Regions from separate parts of the Mus musculus genome. Here all the other regions are linked to region 3. Evidence: chromatin contacts called from public promoter capture Hi-C data. All regions are on one chromosome and are shown on one strand. The core of a region is the stretch at or near the end of the contact, and the rest is flanking DNA. Distances in the headings are between cores, read along the strand shown. Region 1 holds the start of Rai14 (retinoic acid induced 14). Region 2 has its middle 40 kb from the start of Gm19276. Region 3 holds the start of Il7r (interleukin 7 receptor). Region 4 has its middle 36 kb from the start of C1qtnf3.

Region 1 (2,700 bases), core at 71-2,570, 1.2 Mb before region 3:
CCACTCCCCTGCCCCGCCCCCCCCCCCCAGGGATTCTTTTTGATGTATGGTACTTAGGAAGTAAAGACTATTGAGCTAAAGATGAAGCTTTTGTTTTCTAGTTGGCAAGTTCGCTTGTGAAAGCTAAGGCAAGGTGTTCTCTTAGGGAAAGGAGTGAAGGGGTGGGGTAAAAAAAAACAAACAAACAAAAAAAAACAAACCACCCGATCCGATGGTAACACACAAAGTCAAGATACTGTACACTGATTGCTGTTAGGGTGACTCTCACTTCTGTTGGAACTGGTTGTTTTTCCTCCTTACTTCAGTGGACTTACAGGCGATCCTAGCAAAAATAGCTAGGATCTGCTTACTCTAGAAACCTTTCTGTGCGAAAGACACAACACCAACCAGGAGTCCCATGGAGCTTTGGTGAGTCAAACTTTTTACGATCTAGCTGGCTAGTGGGACTAAAATCCCTGCTTAAATTAGGGGAATAATAGTGAGATTTCAAACCCTCAGAATTAATGGAAGGGTCGATTCGGTTCAGAGGTCCGGTCCTGGTGGTCTGGGGGAGGGAAGCTTTACCGGATCTCAGGACTTCCAAACTCAAGACACCCCGCTGAGGGCGCTCCTGCCCCTATCTAGCCGGCCAGTCCAGGCTGTAGATAGTCTCCCAAGCCCTGAGCAGAACACAACTAAGTTTTGTCTTACACCTGAGGAGTGTTAGGAAACAGTCGCTCCAACCAACTGGTTTAGCCCAGAAAATGTAAGTACATTCTGGTTTACTTTCTTTTCGTTCACACTGGAAATGGAACCGATCTCAGTCTGGTTCAGAGGGGGCTTGGGTCGGTGACTCGGCTTTTCCTAAGACTACAGATAACTTTGGAAACTGACCAGAAACAAGTACTTTTTCCGAGCCCTTATCCTACCCCAGCGGTGGAACCCGCATACCGCGGATCTCACTAACTTCAAGTTAAGGTGTGAGACAGACCCACGCAGAAGGATTCCCACGATCCGCAGAAACGCAAGCGTGGACGTCCGGGACGCGCCGCGGGCCGGGGCGTGGGCGGTCGCAGAGCACCTCCCGCAGGTCCAGGGAGCAGCTCCGGGGCCAGGTCACCTGACTCCCGGAATTTGGGGCCGCGCGGAGTGGGAGTGGCTAGCAACTCCCTCCTGGAGCCCACGGGATCCAGGTCGGGGGCCGGCGCCCGGCGGCCACGTGGTGGTGCTGCCGTTGCCCCCGCCCTGCCGGCGGAGCCCCGGAGCTGAGCGCCCACTGACCCCGCGTCGGGAGGAGGAGGAGAAGGAGGAGGAGGAGGAGGAGGAGGAGGAGGAGGGACCCAGCGCAGGAAGCCGAGCAGGAAGCGAGCCCGGCAGCCGCACTTTCCTGGGGAAGCGGCGGGCGGGACGGCCAGCGGGGCCAGGAGCTGAGGCCGCCGCTTGGATGGGGTGAGTGGCGGCGGCGAGGCTGGGGTGCGGGCTCTGGACTCGGTCCCCGCCTTTGTGTCTGGGGCTGCGCAGAGCTCCGGGCGCCGAGAGGAGCGGGCGGGAGTTTTGGTCTGGACAGAGCTTTGGCCGCTCACTGACCACGGAAGACAGTTGGAAGGGGGGGTGGGGTGGAGGAACGGGAGGATAGTGGGGATCTGGCAGAAAGAGAGAGAGGTGCGACCTAGTTTGGAAAGGGGGTTCGCCTCCTCTGGCGGTCTGGTGCGGGACAGTGGCGCGGGGTGTCTGCGGAGGGAGCGCGGGTGGGAATGAATGACCGGACCCGAGAGGACGCTGTGGCTGCGCCCCCGGGGCAGCCCGTCCCACTTTCGTGCCCTGCCCCGGGTCCGGTGCCCCAGTCCTTGCTCCCTGGCTCGACCCACCTCTTGACTGAACTTGGAAAAGCCGGAGACGGGAGGTGGGAGCGAGAGACGCCCGGTGGCTCTGGAGACCCACAGTCCGCTATTGTTCCTTTACGGACTCAAGGGAGCTGGTGAGCTGTCTGGAGGGCGCAGGCGAGACCACCCTGGGCCTGCCACTACCCCTTACCCCCAACTCTCCTTGTCATTTTCCCCCACCACAGCTCCTAGGAGGGCAGGGAGGAGGATGCTGGAGTTGGGAAACATTCCAAGCTGCTGGGCTTAGGTCGGCATCCTTCGCGACCCGTCCGGGAGGGCAAGCATCCATCCTTCTTTCAACTCTCGCCTACTGTCTTGGGCCAGTTTGTGTCGCCAGTTTAGGTTCTGCAGTTTCCAGTAGTTTTTCATTTTGGATTTCACATTTCCTTTGGTGGAGGGGGGTTAAGTATGGAAAGGCAACAGATGGGGAGATTAAAGCAGATGGAGCCCACTGTGACTTAAAGAGGCAGGGGTGACCTCACAGAGGCCTGAGCTTTATATAAAGCCAGGCTTTCTTTTCTAAGGAGCCCAGCTCAGCTCAACTTTACGTCGTTACCAAGTATGCAGATGCAAGGCCACTCACTTCGTACCTGCTCCTTCCCTTCACTCTGAACTCTGGTGATTTGAATGCTATCGGCTTTAGGAAGAATAGCGCAGAGCAGAGCTGCCTGGGACTAGAAGACTGCTTATTGTCTGGGGTATGAGATCTCAAGGTTGTGAAGGCTGGCCTAGAGAAGAACAAGGTTTGTCCCTTTAGCGGATCTAGCGTTTGCTCTTTTAGCGAGAACTTGCATCTCCTATGGGTTTGAACGGAATTGGAAAAAAGCCTGTGAATCCC
Region 2 (2,700 bases), core at 47-2,546, 1.3 Mb before region 3:
AGAGAGAGAGAGAGAGAGAGAGAGAGAGAGAGAGAGTGTCTTAGAACTGGTAACTGAAATGACCCTTAACTAATTTTCCACCTAATGGACACTAACATGATTGATGTCACCTAAACATTCACTTCTCATTAACAGAGCAGGGAATCCTGGACAAATCCTATCAGAGCCCGAGGAATCAATCAGGATTATCTGCAAACACTTAATCCCATGCACATCCTGTTTCCGGGACTTCCCAGGCGCAGGCATTGTGAGCCTTCCAGGCAGCTCCTGGGGGCCCTGGAGCAGCACTTGTGACGAAAGCTACCACAATGAAGGGCTGCTGACGTCAGGATTGGAGACGTCCCAGATTTCCTCCCCAGCAGTCAAGAGTCAAGGCGTTGGAGATCTTGACCGTGAACCGCCGCAGGCGGGAGAAACCACAGTACAGTACGGTTAAGTTGGTGTTGCCGATAAAGAGACAGAATAAATAATGTTTAGTGTGAGTGCATCTCAAACATTGCCCAGGATTCACTTATACTAAAGGATTAGTTATCATTTCTCTGATGTTCGAATTTAACTGAACTTTCTTACTGTGCTTTTAGTTGTTGGATATGGTAAAATGGAGAGCCTTCGCTGTCCCCTTCTGATTGGTTCGCTTTACTTATTAAACGCAGCTTTCCTGTGACCACTTATGTTTTATAAATACATGTGCCAGACCATTCTGATCACGTTGCTGCTCTAAGTAAGCCTGGCAGGTAATAAACAAGGAGGGACTAATGCAGAAACTTGGACTGGGCTGGCTGTGGGAGGGAGAGCCTCCAGTATTCTCCCTGGACACTGAAAGCAGTAAAGAGCTCTCGTGGTGATTGACAGGACCATTTCTTGACCGTTAGCTGGCCTGGTTGTTGTACAAAGAAGGTGGTGGTGATAGCAGGCAGTGAGCTCACTACCCTGCCCAGACTGGAGCTGTTGTTCCTCTGAGTACGAAACTGTCCGGGGGCGAGAGAATTGGGCAACGAGAAAGAAACCGCGTGTGAGGTCGAGCTTGGGTCATGGCCTTGCTTCCCACAAGGCACCTCTTGTCTCTAGACTGGGGAAGAACTGATGCAAGGCAGTCTGAGACTGAGAGCCGTCTATCACTGCAGGTGAAGTAAACAGCTAGCCAGCTGGCAGAGTTTGAGGGTCTGACCCAGCACCCTCCACTACCAGCAATGTCTCCCAATCCCAGTCTTTGGTCTCACACCTTGGGGACATCAGGTCATCTGGACTAGATCCTTCCAAACAAGTACATGAGAAAAGACTCTTTACCTGACAGTTTCTTTATGGATCCTGTCTGCCCCCTTCTGGCCTCTGCAAGCACTGAATGTATCTACTGCACAGACCTGCTGACAAAACCCCACACATATAAAATAAAACCAAAGACTCAACCTAGCAATCTATTTAGTTACTGTGAAGAAGCAGATGCTGTGCGGTTCTGGTGTGCGTTCCCTCTCGGTCTGCAGCTCCCTCTCCCCACCTCAGCCCGAAGAGCTTTCAGAGAAGCCAGGAGAGTGTTATGGGTTGGATGACATCATTCTGAAATCCTCCCCTCCCCCACCCCCATACTTCAGAATGTGACCTCAGCTGGATATAGGTTGTTGTAGATTATTAAGTTAAGATGAAGTCATTAGTGCAGATCTTGATTAAGTACATGTGCGTGGCTGAACCTTTATGCAAGTCAGAAAGTTGGACACAGAGGCAGACGCACAGAGGGAGACTGCGATGTGGAAATGCAGGCAAGAAACAGGGCGATACATTTTCAGGAGAGGGAATGTCAGTGAATTACAAAGGATCACTAGGAGCTGGAAGGAGGAATGAGTCCTGTCTGGGAGCCCTTGCACTTCAGGTCCCACAGTTTAACACAGTACAGTTCCCTTCTTTTGTCAGAGTAGCCCAGGAAACATACATATCACCTTGACCACATCGTTCTTCTCTTTGCTTAACGTTCATAGAGGCATAAAGAACAAAAATGGCTGGAGGGTGAAGAGGAGAGAAGTGGGCGTGGGTGTCTCACAGCAACCTCAGAACTCCGAGCCTCCGACTGCTGTTGGGCCAGAGCCCAGAACTTAAGAATTTCCCAAAGTGAAGAAGGATTTGGGGCTGCCAGGGACTGGTCCTTCGGAATCAGCCCATGATCCAACAGAACTGACTGGCTCTGACTTCCCACATAGTTCAGTGCCTTTCTTTGCTGCGTCCCCATTGTTTCTCCTAGAGATGGGGTAGGTCTTTGGCCTCTCTAACACCTCAGGATTCAATCTTCTCCCATCTCTAGTTTTAAAGGCTTCTAGCTTCCGTTTCCTGTTTTACTGGCCCCGCCCTGGTTTTGCTGTTAGCACTCATGTGTTGACACAGAACCCTCATGGGGACCCTGGCCCAACTTCTTTCTCTTTTTACGTGTCTGTGTTTACAATATGTGCCCGTGTGTATGTGCTTGTGCATAGGTAGAGTTGTAAAGGCCTGAACTTGCCCTCGCGTGTGCTCCATAGGTTGTGCTCCATAGGGTTCCGTTTTGCGGAGGCACGATCTCTCGCTGAACTTGGAACTCTATTTCTAAGTAGTCGTCTAACTAGTCTAACTAGTCGTCTAACTAGTCTAGCTAGCTAGCTTGTTCCAAAGATCCCCATTGTCTGATTCTCAAGCACTAGGATAATAGGCAGCCTCCACACCCACCTGGATTTTATG
Region 3 (2,700 bases), core at 7-2,506:
TGGGTCTTCATGTGGGACTCCTAAAACCGAAGCCAGGGCTGTCTCTGACTACATTGCCTGCCTTTGGAAGCCTTTCTGCTAACTGGGCTGCCTTTTCTAGTCTCGAGAGAAGAAGATGTGCCTAGTCTTACTGCAGCTTGATATGTCAAGGCTGGTTGATATCCAAGGGAGGCCTCCCCTTTTCTGTGGAGAAATGGAAGAATGTTAGAGAAGGTTGGAGGGAAGGGAGAAAGAGGGATTGGGAGCAAAGGATGGGGGGGGGGGCGCTGCAGTCAGAATTTAGGATAAATAAATAACTTAATCAATTCTTAAAATGATTTAAGAAAAGGATCCACAGAACCTACTTAGTTCAGCTCTTGTGCTCATGAGTGTATAACTGCCCACTAGAGCTTGAGCAACCTACCATGGGACACACTTTTAAAGAAAACTAACTCTTAATCGCCTGGTATTTGTCAACCTGCCAGGAGGGCCTCAGCTAGGGATGTGGCCTCTTGAACACCTGCTCTGTCCATATTGGAATGTGGATTGGTGTGATCTCATGCCAGTCTTGTGTCACAACCATAGCTTCTGTGAAATTATGAACACAAAGATCCTATTATTTTTATAATAGATAATTTCACTGTATTTCTCTTTGGCTCCTGCCTCTTCTGATCTTTCCTTCTCTCCTCCATGGTGTTCCCTGAGTTCTTGAGGGGAGTGTTTCATGGCTGGTACTATAAATCTGACCACGAACCCGTGCCAGGGAGGTCTTAGAGCATAGGGGAAAACACAGGACTATTGTTTGTTTAAAAGACAGAGTATCAAACTGTCTTCTAGACATTTGTCCTTATACCCATAGAATAGTGCAGCCTTGCCTCTCATTAGAGAAGCTCTTTTCTCACTTCTCTCTCAGAGAGCAGAGAACTGGGCGTGACCATTGAGGGTTCAGCCCTAAGTGGGACAACTCTATCCTAGCATCATTATTCCTAAAACAAGAGCATCCCCAACCAACTGAGGAGCATCGTAAGTGTGGATTTTGGCCTTGTGATCCTGTTACATTGGACCCTGAGATCATCTGAAGCATCACTTGAAGTCTACCACCTTGCTCAAAAGTAAGCAGTTAAGTTCAGGAGCTTCAGGGAATACCAAGATGCAGGAAAAAAAAAAGTCACACTCTACCTCTCCGTTTTCTCTACCTCTGCTTACAGCAGCAATCCTTTTGCTCAGACTTCCTGTTTCTGGCACTTGCCTTCTTCTGTGATGTTCATAGTTCCCTGTCTGTGGTTTAGCAGGCACAGAGCTGGTTTGGGTCTCCCTCTCTCTCATTCACTTGCACATACAAGCGTGCTTCTTCTCTATTCTTTCTCTCTCTCTCTCTCTCTCTCTCTCTCTCTCTCTCTCTCTCTCAGAATGATGGCTCTGGGTAGAGCTTTCGCTATAGTTTTCTGCTTAATTCAAGCTGTTTCTGGAGAAAGTGGAAATGCCCAGGATGGTGAGTCATTTCTAACTCCTTTTTTAAAGGATTTCAGATTACCTGTAGCATATATGATCAAGTTACACAGTTCTCTAACAGGGCAAGCAAGAATTTAGCACTAATTAGGTTGTTTTGTGGGTATTAATCACCAGGACAGAGGGAATGATGACAATACTGCAAATGGCTTGTAACTCTCAAGAACTGTCAAGAAGCATTGAGTTTCATTCAAATTCTGGCTCATAAATGTGGATGTATGCTGGTAATTTCAAAAAAGAAACCTCATATCAGTTCTTTGTTGGAGCTTTTTGGATGATCGCTTCCAAAACTGTATTAGACTGAAAAATCAAGCCATTGTTGTTTTGACTGTTTATGGAGTTCTAAAACCCTAGATACCCATGATAAATTAATGGCCAGAAACGAGAGGTTTGTGTATTCACCAAAACTGTATTTCTAGTGTCTAGAGTTTAGAAGTTACTCTATAATGTATTTCTTCAACATACTTTAGCTTTGGCAGATTCATGTTAGATTGCTGATGAATAATTCAGTAGTATGCTAAGGAAGGTGTCTTCTTTGAAATACACAGGGTTGCTTTTATATTCAGAGAATCCATTATATGGTCATCATAATTCTCCTCAGAATCCATAAAATACTTAGACCTTGACTTCTTAAAAATAGGCATTTTAATTACAGGACTGTACTCAAACGTCTCTGGCAGACACAGCAGCTACATGGAATGTGAATCTCCAATTTGTTTCTACAAATTAATTAAACTGTTTTCATACACACACACACACACACACACACACACACCATTAAAAGGGGAATGTGTGTGTGTGTGTCTTTGTGTATGTGCGTGTGTGTGTGTGTGTGTGTGTGTGTGTGTGTGCATCCTGCCTCTGGTTCCTGAGTGCTAGGATTAAAGGCAGACACCACCATGGCTGGCCTATATGTGCATTCCTAAACTGGGTGCAGTAGTACATCCCTGTAGTCCTGAAGCCTAAGAGGCTGAGACAGAAAAATCATCTTTGTTCCAGACCAGTTAAAGCTACATTGCATAAGCTTGTATCAAATACATCTGTATTTTCTTTATGCACAGTATCAATACACATCAGCCTAGCTCTGTAGTTTAGCTCTTCAGTCAAATGCCTTTAGTTGTGCATCCTAAGCTTAGATATTTGTGTGACTTTACTTTGTAATCAGCAAGGATGGAAAACCCTTGCATGTTCTTATGAAGAGAATCATCAGAG
Region 4 (2,700 bases), core at 190-2,689, 1.4 Mb before region 3:
ATGTTTTGTTGATCAAACCACCATGAAAACCTTTTTGCCCATTAGCAGTATCAGTGTCTTGGTAGTCATGGTGAGAGTGACATTGAAGGTAGGTTCTCCTCCATGTTCTTGGTACAAAGATCCTTTTTAAATTTCCCATCCTGCAGCAGTGAATACCACATCACAGAACATTTCTGGGCCCCAGGTGTCAGCCCATTTATGAAAAATCTTGACTGGCCATTGCCTACCAAAACACCAACCTCAACTGGCTTAATGCTAATGAAAGTCTTCCTGGGGACAGCAGCCCAGATCGAAGGTGAGTCCTTGTAGCCAACGATGGCTAAAGGTCTGCCAAGAGACTGTCCATGTAAGTGTTCCACCCAGCCCTGGCATTGCTGCCAGGACCTCATGTTGGCCTTAGGCTGGGCACAGCCTGGACTCCAGCTAGAAGGCAAGCTCAAGAAAGAATTTAAGACATCCTGAAGGTAACAACTTAACACGATAATTCACAGCTGCATAATAAATGCCACCATTTCAGTTATGGTTATAGTCCATAATCTAGCGCAGATGAGTAGGATTCTACCGTACATAAATGAGGTGAAAAGTAAGAGCTAGGCTTTCTGACCTGGAACAATGGAGGAATGTTGCAATTGTATTGTCTCTTAGTCCCACAAGAGCTCAAAAGCTATTAGACAAAGATCAGTAGCACTATGAGGTGTCAAGAAATACAAAGCCCTCGAGTCATCACAATATTAAGCAACTACTCAATCCCATGCCTGTAATTTCCAGGTAAGAATCGTTATGAAATGAATATTAATCCTGAGAGTTCAACCCTTTCTCTCTGGTGTCCTCCAACATCTCAATTTTAGCTATTACACAGAATTCTTAGACAAAGAACAAAGACTTAATCTACTGCATTCCTTTCCTGGTGGCCTCCCCTGGTTCAGCAGATTCCCCTTCATAGCCAACCATCTGTTTTGGAGGACACAGAACTTTTGTCTTGGTATTCTGCCAAGAACAAATCCTTCCATCTCCTGATTTTGAAGTAGGTTCTTGAACTTTAGTCTCCAAGCCCTCATTCCAAATTGCCAGGGGAAATGTAACAATAGAAATAAGCCTCTGTCCCTAAACTCTGGGTATGAGAAATACTAATGCCCTCATTTTCTACAAATCAATTTATTCTGTTTATTCAATATCCATGGAAAATTAAACCTCAAAAATCATTCTTGGGGCAGCTCCTCTTCCACTGCACCATGGGAGAAGGCAGTATACCAAACTTTGGGGTTCTTCCAGCCACTGAGGGCTCTTTGGCACCATACATCTGCCTTCCCTAGGACCACTAAGTGTTAAAGGCCAGCTCTGACACTGAATGTTAAAGTGAAGAAAACCAAGTGTAGAGTCAGCGATTGGGGCTGGTGCTGACATTAACCAATGAACCCCGTGCTGATGACAGGAGGCAATTTATAGGGTCAGCACTCTCTGTGACTAGCAAGAAACTCTGAACTCTAAACCCTTTGAGGGCTGGTGAGAAAGAAAGAAAAGAGAAAATTCACACACTCATACATACAAACTTAGTGGATGAAGCAAATCAGGTGCCAACAAGTAAGTGCCAACAACTTCACACATACACATGTAGACAGACAGACAGACAGACAGACAGATAGGCAGGCAGATAGACATACATTTACACATTGGTAAAAAAAAATCCCTATCTATTTTACATACATCTATGTATACAGAGTTGGTGGATAGAGCAAAACTCCAGCAAAAAAGCTCTAACAACTTAATTTTTTCTCTTAGCCTTTTTCTGCCCCCTAAGTCAGTTCTCTACATAAGAAAAGTCATCTCATTAAAAAACAGATAAAATTGTTACACAAGAGGGAGTTACAGCAGGATTATTGATTACATGTTTTTCTACTAATATGTATACCTAACTAGATATTTTCATCCATCTCTTATTCTACAAGTTCATTATAAGTTCAAAGCAGCAGTTTTATCTGCCTTTTATTCCACATGTTCAGTACAAGTTCAAAGCAATATTATTTTAAACAAAGCTTTTGCCAAGAAACATGCCACTTGTCTTATGTCTTATTTTTGAAGTCTAGCTAATCATCCATTTTCTATTCTTCCATTCATAATAGAATTACCCACTCCCTGTTCATGGCCTTACCATGGTGTACACCAAGGTCTGTGGCCTCATCTGGACCTAACCTAGAATGAATGTTTTCCTCAATCATTTATTTTTTTTCCAATTCTATTTTTCTTCCTAGTGCAATTTACATCCTTGTAACACAAGACAGCTTACTGTACTCCTTTCCCAACCTAGGCAACCTTTATTATTTCGCAGGAAGAGAAACATTATAATTTTTTATTCTAACTTTAAACTTTCTATCAACTATCTTAAATTCTTAACTTCTTAATCTTATTTGAATCAAATCAGGTATTCTGTAAAATCATTACCAGGAATTATAAAACCATCAATTCATCTAAACAGCATCATTTCATGAAAGTTCATCTTCATGTTGATCTAAAGGAAATTTGCCCAACAGAATCGGCTAACATCCAGGAAGCAATTATGACAAACTATAGGCAGAAAGGGTCTTTTTTTGCCTAATCACACCATGTCAGAAAAATGAGGAATTCAGCCAGGACAAGTATGAGAAGGCACATCAACAGCAAGAAGCAATCCTGGGATGAAATCCCTGGGGCTGTGCCTTTTCA

Evidence for each region. Promoter capture Hi-C pulls out the DNA fragments that hold promoters and counts their contacts.
Region 1: a promoter capture Hi-C map of hippocampal neurons shows a contact between it and region 3, with 2.8 times the contacts expected there. The contact joins the promoter of Rai14 here to the promoter of Il7r in region 3. A contact is called at or near these places in 2 of 39 promoter capture datasets (hippocampal neurons and pre-B cells) and 1 of 115 datasets of contacts at active chromatin or transcription factors (bone marrow-derived dendritic cells).
Region 2: a promoter capture Hi-C map of the C10 cell line shows a contact between it and region 3, with 5 times the contacts expected there. The contact joins the enhancer-like site here to the promoter of Il7r in region 3. A contact is called at or near these places in 4 of 39 promoter capture datasets (the C10 cell line, embryonic stem cells, hippocampal neurons and 1 more) and 2 of 115 datasets of contacts at active chromatin or transcription factors (bone marrow-derived dendritic cells and large pre-B cells).
Region 4: a promoter capture Hi-C map of the 3T3-L1 cell line shows a contact between it and region 3, with 2.6 times the contacts expected there. The contact joins the enhancer-like site here to the promoter of Il7r in region 3. A contact is called at or near these places in 3 of 39 promoter capture datasets (the 3T3-L1 cell line, hippocampal neurons and pre-B cells) and 2 of 115 datasets of contacts at active chromatin or transcription factors (bone marrow-derived dendritic cells and large pre-B cells).

Annotation. Positions count from the first base shown.
Region 1 is chr15:10,713,251-10,715,950 of GRCm38.p6, reverse strand. Rai14 (retinoic acid induced 14) reads left to right here and starts at 1,320. Exons shown (of 18, transcript NM_001166408.1): 1 at 1,320-1,428. 4930556M19Rik (RIKEN cDNA 4930556M19 gene) reads right to left here and starts at 1,115. Exons shown (of 7, transcript NR_045063.1): 1 at 971-1,115.
Region 2 is chr15:10,867,652-10,870,351 of GRCm38.p6, reverse strand. No RefSeq gene overlaps it. Among named protein-coding and RNA genes, the nearest start is that of Gm19276, 40 kb to the right of the region's middle. Within about 2 kb of position 1,296, at least 43 of the 459 cell types and tissues checked have an H3K27ac peak or open chromatin away from gene starts, as enhancers often do.
Region 3 is chr15:9,528,432-9,531,131 of GRCm38.p6, reverse strand. It overlaps Il7r (interleukin 7 receptor), which reads left to right and starts at 1,256. Exons shown (of 8, transcript NM_008372.4): 1 at 1,256-1,471. The coding sequence starts at 1,390.
Region 4 is chr15:10,915,105-10,917,804 of GRCm38.p6, reverse strand. It overlaps the pseudogene Gm29742. Among named protein-coding and RNA genes, the nearest start is that of C1qtnf3, 36 kb to the left of the region's middle. Within about 2 kb of position 1,439, at least 9 of the 459 cell types and tissues checked have an H3K27ac peak or open chromatin away from gene starts, as enhancers often do.